Linked DNA regions of Mus musculus: region 1 is linked to region 2. Evidence: chromatin contacts called from public promoter capture Hi-C data. All regions are on one chromosome and are shown on one strand. The core of a region is the stretch at or near the end of the contact, and the rest is flanking DNA. Distances in the headings are between cores, read along the strand shown. Region 1 holds the start of Narf (nuclear prelamin A recognition factor). Region 2 holds the start of Slc38a10 (solute carrier family 38, member 10).

What was found. Capture Hi-C pulls out chosen DNA fragments and counts their contacts.
Region 1: a promoter capture Hi-C map of liver shows a contact between it and region 2. The contact joins the promoter of Narf here to the promoter of Slc38a10 in region 2. A contact is called at or near these places in 2 of 39 promoter capture datasets (the SN4741 cell line and erythroid cells) and 1 of 9 other capture datasets (liver).

What each region holds. Positions count from the first base shown.
Region 1 is chr11:121,235,585-121,238,906 of GRCm38.p6, reverse strand. Narf (nuclear prelamin A recognition factor) reads right to left here and starts at 1,671. Exons shown (of 11, transcript NM_026272.3): 1 at 1,556-1,671; 2 at 390-488. The coding sequence starts at 1,582.
Region 2 is chr11:120,149,338-120,152,813 of GRCm38.p6, reverse strand. Slc38a10 (solute carrier family 38, member 10) reads left to right here and starts at 1,463. Exons shown (of 17, transcript NM_024249.5): 1 at 1,463-1,834. The coding sequence starts at 1,736. Gm11769 (a long non-coding RNA gene) reads right to left here and starts at 2,407. Exons shown (of 3, transcript XR_389232.4): 1 at 2,100-2,407; 2 at 1,416-1,976; 3 at 93-1,035.

The DNA.
Region 1 (3,322 bases), core at 422-2,921, 1.1 Mb before region 2:
TAGCTGAAACAAGAACTGAACTAAACAAGCAGCTTAGTTAACTTAAACAGCAAGCTTAAAGAATCATGGAACTTGACCCTCAAGTCTGCATGCATTACAGAATGTGAGTTCCTTCCATTTTATAGAATAAGGTTTCAACACTGTACCACAATATTCCTATTTCTCAAGCAGTTCCTGGCCTGGTATGTTTGAGAAGACTCAAGACTGTCCTATACATGGCTCTTCCCACTTTTACTTCAGTCTTTCTTAGAGCAGTGAAGTGCAAGGTAGTATAAGACTGGACAGAAGAAACAACAGTAGCCACTCCACTCACACTCACGTTAGGCTGACACAAACCCGATCCACTCACGCTCACGTTAGGCTGACACAAACCCGAAGCATCTACTTGCCTCTTCACTCTCCTTGGCTGGGCTGGCCCCATCGCTTGGCTGGGCCCCATCACTGGACACATTCTCCTGGTCATCAGTTTTTGATTTTTTACTACATTCCTTTAAAAAAAAAAAAAAGGATGGGGGATGTTAGAAAGGAAAATTATTTTTCTTTTCTCTATTTTTATTTATCTATTTTTTTCCTTTTTAGATCAAGTCTTTCTACATAGTCCTGGCTGTCCTGGAACTCACCATGTAGACCAGGCTGACCTCAAATTCACAGAAAGTCTGCCTCTGCCTCCTGAGTGCTCAGATTAAGATGTGTGCTACCATATTTTTTTTTAATGAGATAGGGTCTTGATAAATTGCACTGTCTAACTTTGAGCTCCTGCCTCAGTCTCTCAAGCACTGGGATCATTGGTGTGTACCACCGAGCTCAGTCAAGAATAATTTAGTGTGATGCCAAAAACCAAAACATATCCTGAGCAGTCGATCTTACTTCTAAGAAACCCTTTCTACAAAATAAAATCATCCATACTTATAGAAGGGTACACATAAACACTCACACCCTCCATTTGTATTGTTTGTAGTAGTAATGAAGAACAGGAAGTGATCTAACGGTAATATATATAAGAACATTTAGATGTGGCTATTACACAAGATTACAGGCGATTCTCTGAAAAAAAAAAAAAACAACGTATGGAGTATTTGGATATGATACAATTCCTGTAAAAAAACAAAAAACCAAACGAGATTCCTGCACATGCATCACGTGTGAAGGCAAGTGAGGCAGCTGTCAGTCACTTCAGCCACCTAGTGGAGCAGGACAGGAGGGCCTGCCTGCCCTTTATTCCTTCTCCACTTCGTTGTATTGAAGTTTGTTGTTGTTTAAGTAGAAGAGCCGCTCAAAGCATCATTTCTAATTACTTTATTAATCGTTCACTTCCACAACAGGGTGCCGGGACTGAGATCAATCCCCGGCCCCAGAACAGTAGCTTCCACGGACAGTCCCGGCGGTGCACTCGCCTGCAGTGGACAACAGCCAGCTCGCCGCCCAGTCCTCTGCAGACAGGTGATGGCTGTCAGAGGCCGACATAACAGAGCAAGGTGCACCCGGCTGAGCCCGACCCTCACCACCGATTCCAGCCTTGGCTTTCGCCCCTAGCCCCGCCGGACGACGCACCCACCTTTCGTGTGCAGTGCTCACACTTCATCTGGAGTGGGACTGGCAGGAGGCCGACGCGCCTAAGCTGTGAGGAGTAAGGAAGACTGGAACACCGCCGCCTGCCGCCCGCTAGCGACCTGCGACCCTTTGTTGTCTTCTTGCACGGAGGCCCCGCCCCAAGGACTGTAGTAGACCAATGAGAGAGCCTAAGCAAGATGAGCCACACCCCTGAGCCAATGAAAAGAGTGCAAGGATGGTATGGCACGCTCACCCCGCCTCCGCCGCTTAAGCCAATGAGAGTGTGAGGAAGTGGCAGGTCCCTCCCAGGAGCCAATCAGAGAACGGGGGTGGAGCTTGTCCCTCGACTAGTAGTTGCCCGGCCGGGACATATCCTCCTGTCAGTTTTTGCCTGGTTAAGGACTAATGGGGAAAGTTGGCAAAGGCGGGCGTATGAGGCAGGAAGAGTGCGCTGACCGAGCGGACGAGGCCGAATCGCGGCGACCTCAGAGCGCCTTGCTCAGTGGCCGCGGCCTGGCCCGCTCAATCAAGTTAGCGTCGTAAGTTCTGCTCTACTGCGTCTCCTGGAGGGCGGAGCCGGCGCCGCCCTCTACCGCCGCCATGACCAGCCAGCGAAGCCTCACGTAGGCCGGTGCGGCACAAGTGCACATGCGCAGCAGGCTTGCTTTGCTTTATGGGCAATGCTGCTGAGTCTGGCGTGTAGATTCAAAGTAGGCTGACCTTGAATCTTGGCGAGTTAGCGCATGCCTTTAGTCCCAGAACCCAGGAGACAGAGCAAGGCAGATCTCTGAGTTCCAGGACGGCCAGTACTACACATGTACCTGTCTACAAACAAAATGACAGGTAGGATGAGCAGGCCTATTGGCAATTACCCAACACTCAGGAGGCTGAGGCAGGAAAATGATAAAATTAAAGCCAACACTGCCCTATACTGCTACACAGTGAGACCTGTCTCCAAGGCAGATTAAATGCATTATTCTTTTGTTGTGTTCCAATCCCCTGGGAAAGACCAAAGACAGACTCAATTCAAATTTAAATTAAATAAGTGCATTCTTACTCCTACCTGAAGGACAGCGGCTTTAGAGCCAAACAGCATGCTGGAAGAAGGCTAAAGGAAAGCTTTATAAAGTAGATATCATAGCTGCACACCACCTACAGAATAGGGCAAGTTACATAATATACAAAAGATGTACCTTATCTATGGAATCCACAGCTGGGCAAGAGAATCGTCCTGTGTAATAATGTACATATAACTCCCCTGGGACAGCTAAAGAAACTTACTATAGTACCAGGCATCCCTTAAAGGCCACTGACCTTTGACCTGGAATGTCAATAATAGAATGAGATTATAGGATAATGGTTTACCGAGGGAAGTGTCTCTAATAACTGAGAGCAGCCTGTTTCTGGACCAGCAGTAACAGTGCCCCCAAGTTACAGCTGGCTGTCACATCCCCAGCCCTAAATTCTCTGAATTAGCTTGTTAAATGGAGTTTGTTTTTCAGTGCCTTCTAAAAGCTGAGTTTAAACATATCATTAGAAATATAAGGGGGCTAGGGAGATGATGGCTAAGAGCACTGCCTTTCTTTCAGAGGATCAAAGTTGGTTCTTAGCACCTGTGACTGACTGGCTAGAAACTTCCCGGGCTCCAACTCGAGGGATCTAGCGCCTCTTCTGGCCACCGGAGGCAACAGACACACAGTGCATTTGCTCACATGCTGCCAAAACGCTCATAAAACAAAAAGAAATATGAATTTAGGGCCCAGTGAAACGG
Region 2 (3,476 bases), core at 214-2,713:
CATCAGATACATGAATATGGAAACACAGAAACGGGTCAGATAGATTGTGGACAATGACTTCACTTACAAACGATGAATACAGACACTTAGTATTTTGGTTTTTTCTTTTTAAAGATTTATTTATTTAATGTATATGAGTACACAGTTGCTGTCTTCAGACACACCAGAAGAGGGCATTGGATCCCATTATGATGTGGTTGCTGGGAACTGAACTCAGGACTTCTGGAAGAGCAGTCAGTGCTCTTAACCACTGAGCCATCTCTCCAACCCTATTCTGGCTTTGTATTCAATTACTCCTTTTTTTTTTTTTTTGTTCGAGACAGGGTTTCTCCACGTAGCCATGGCTGTCCTGGAACTCACTTATGTAGACCAGGCTGTCCTCAAACTCAAGAGAGCTGCTTGTCTCTGCCTCCTGAACGCTGGGATTAATGGCTCATGCCACCAATTGCTCTTTCTAGCTTTTCCTTTCTCTCTCTCTCTCTCTCTCTCTCTCTCTCTCTCTCTCTCTCTCTCTCTCTCTCATCTCTAGAAGCTGCTCTGCCTGATGCTGGAAGAATTTGTCCCTTGTCTGAGATCTTGCATGGGCCTCAAATTGTTTTCTAGGAGAGCCTCTTTAGGCAGCTTGAAGTTCCTCCTTGCATGCACAGCTCTGGCCTCCTGGAATCATTGTGGGGTCTTTCTTGGACCTCAGGTCCCTAGGCCTTCATTCACCACAGACACCACCATAAAGAACACTGCCAGGTGCCAGTAATCCACTTAGGTGTTGGAGCGTTCTCTTTTCTCTAGTCTCTTTAATGTCCATTACTCCAGGAAGAATTCTCATTAGTCCTTCCAGTACAGAAGCCACCATCTCTTGAAATCCTAGATTTCCCTAGTCTCTCCTTTTTACCTTTCCTCTGGTTTTCTTTCATATTAGGGCAGTAGACCATTTTCACCCACTTAGCGTATCAAACAGACACATCTCCATGCTCCCTCCTCCAGGCTGTTGTGACTTTGCTGAGTCTCTGAACCTCCCGGTGTCCCGATGATTTTTATCTGTAAAACGTTAAGTGCTAATTTTGTCCCAATAAGTTGGCATTCAGTCTAGACAGGTCCTCCAATTGTGACCCAAAATCCTTCCTGTGCGCAAGGACCTGAAAATTAACCCTCAAGAGCCCACTCCTCACCTGAAAGGTAGTCCTTCTCTTTCTCTCCTGTTGTTCCACTAGAGGTTGTACCCAGCAAATGACTCTTCTACCAGCGGCCACAGTCACTAGTCTAAGCCTGGAACCCCTAACCCAGATTGTAGCCCCGCCCTGATTCAGACCCCGCCCCACGTCCCGCCGTCCCTCCCCCCACATACTTCTTATTGGCCAGAGTTACGCCTAGCTCCGCCTCTGGGCCCACCCAAACCACGCCTCCTCGGGCATACACACCTACTTCTAGTTGGCTGGCGTCCCGCCTCATCCCGCCCTTTGATACCGTCACTTCCTGGTAGAGTAGGCTCCGAAGGCGGAAGTTTGGGTGCCGGAGGCAGCGAAGCGGAGCTGAGGTGTTGCTAGCGTTGCCTGCGGCGCTTCCGGGTTCCCGCTTCACTCTGGGGAGGCGGAGGCGGGAACCTGGAACCATGGCTATGAGGCTGCTGCGGAGCCTGGCAGGGTCTGGAGGCTGACCTCGCGACGCCTGTCCGCGGCCCCCCCTGCTTCAGGTTTAGGGTTATCTAGGGTCGCTCTGTCCTGGTCCCTAGACCCTCAAAATGACGGCCGCCTCCACCTCCAAGTGGGGGCTGATCACGAACGTGGTGAACAGCATCGTGGGCGTCAGCGTGCTCACCATGCCTTTCTGCTTCAAGCAGGTGAGTCGAGGGCGCGGGGGCATCAGGTTGAAGTGCTCGTTTGGTGGGAAGGGGGTGTGAGCACCGCGGGTCGGGAAGAGACCCAAGCAACGTCCCCGAAGCGAGTCGCGGTCCGGATCTGCGCGCTCAGCGGTTGCTCACACTGTACGGAAAGGCACAGAGAAGGATACGTTAGCGGATTGATAGTGGTTTTGTTGGTCCTGTTTTTGACTCTGACCGACTGCATGGCACGGAAGCATGCCGGTCCTCGGCTTCGGCTACTCACCTTTACTCAAGGCGATTTAAAGCATTCGTTTGGTCTGATCTGTATCATGTGTCACCGCAGTTGGAAAAGCCGGCATACAAAAAAGTTTGGTGTTATTTCTGTGTTGAATGCCACATGAAAAGATGGTCATTTCTACGTGGCTTTGTTGTGTCTGCCAGTGAGTTGCGGAAGCAGATGGAAACGTCAAATTGGGTAATGACTCTCTTAACAAAGGGAGTGGCGGGGTTCCCCGTCGCTCATCCATGCCACGCGGGCTGCTGTCCTGTTCTATTGAAACAGTGGGTTATCAAGGCAGAGACCACTCCTCCTATCTGATGACTCCCAGGAGATGAGGTGGAAGATTAATCCGGGATAGACATTTGGAAGTGAAAATGGGTTGTTGATAATTTAATAGTAGACTAACAACTACTTCGTGTGTTTTGTCGTTCACATCCCAGGCTAAAAATAGAAAACAAGTTTTTTTAATCAATGAGTTTTTGATCCTCAACAACCTATCCTGATTGAGACTGTATCTAGGGTTCCCGGGTAGGGTATTTGATATGGTTAATAGATGTAGACAGGAGGACAGAGCTAGATCCTCTGGGGTGACATCTGTGTTGTGAACCCCAGTGTTGAGTTGTTGGGGGATGGTTTTGGGTGTCTTTGGAGTGCCTACGTGTCCCAGTGTCCATGGAAACTGTCTGTCAGCAGAATTGCATCCTGGGACTTGAGTGTTGGCTGGTTTCGAATCTCCAAGTGAACTCTGTCATCCTTGCTGCCTGTCTGTGAAGTGTGACTGACCCTTTACTGGGGTCTGTCATAGCTGACTGGGAAATTAGCTGTTTGGGCTCAGGTGGTTGAGCAGTCTCTTGTGGAGCCTGGCTGTGCACAGGTGCTAGGCCTCTACCAGAGCAAACGGAGATGATGAGCCCAGTGAAGATCTGCTTGGGGAGAGCTTGGAACCCAGTGCAAGAGAGACCAGAAACAGTCAAACTGTGCCTAAAACCTGTCAGTTCCTATCACTAGATTGTTATCTCCTCCGGAGCCTTGGGGCAAAGCCATGAGTCCAGCAGAGTGGGGAATGTCTTAGTGTTTAGGGGGAGCTAAAAAAAAAAACCAAAAAAAAAACAAACCTTTGGGTTTAGAGCTAGTTTGTTTAGTGATTCCGGCAATTAAAAAGGAGAAACATTTTATTGTATTTAGTGTGTGGAAAACTGCATATATTTTAAATGCACACTTGATGAATTTTCATGAGGTAAAGGAACATATGTACCTTACTGTACACTTGAGGAATTCCATAATGCTGGCACACTTACCAGTTAGTTGTTCCCACCCACCAGAAGACGACTACCTGTTGCTCGACTGTGCCAGAGGTTGGATGTGGCTTGGTTTGACTTG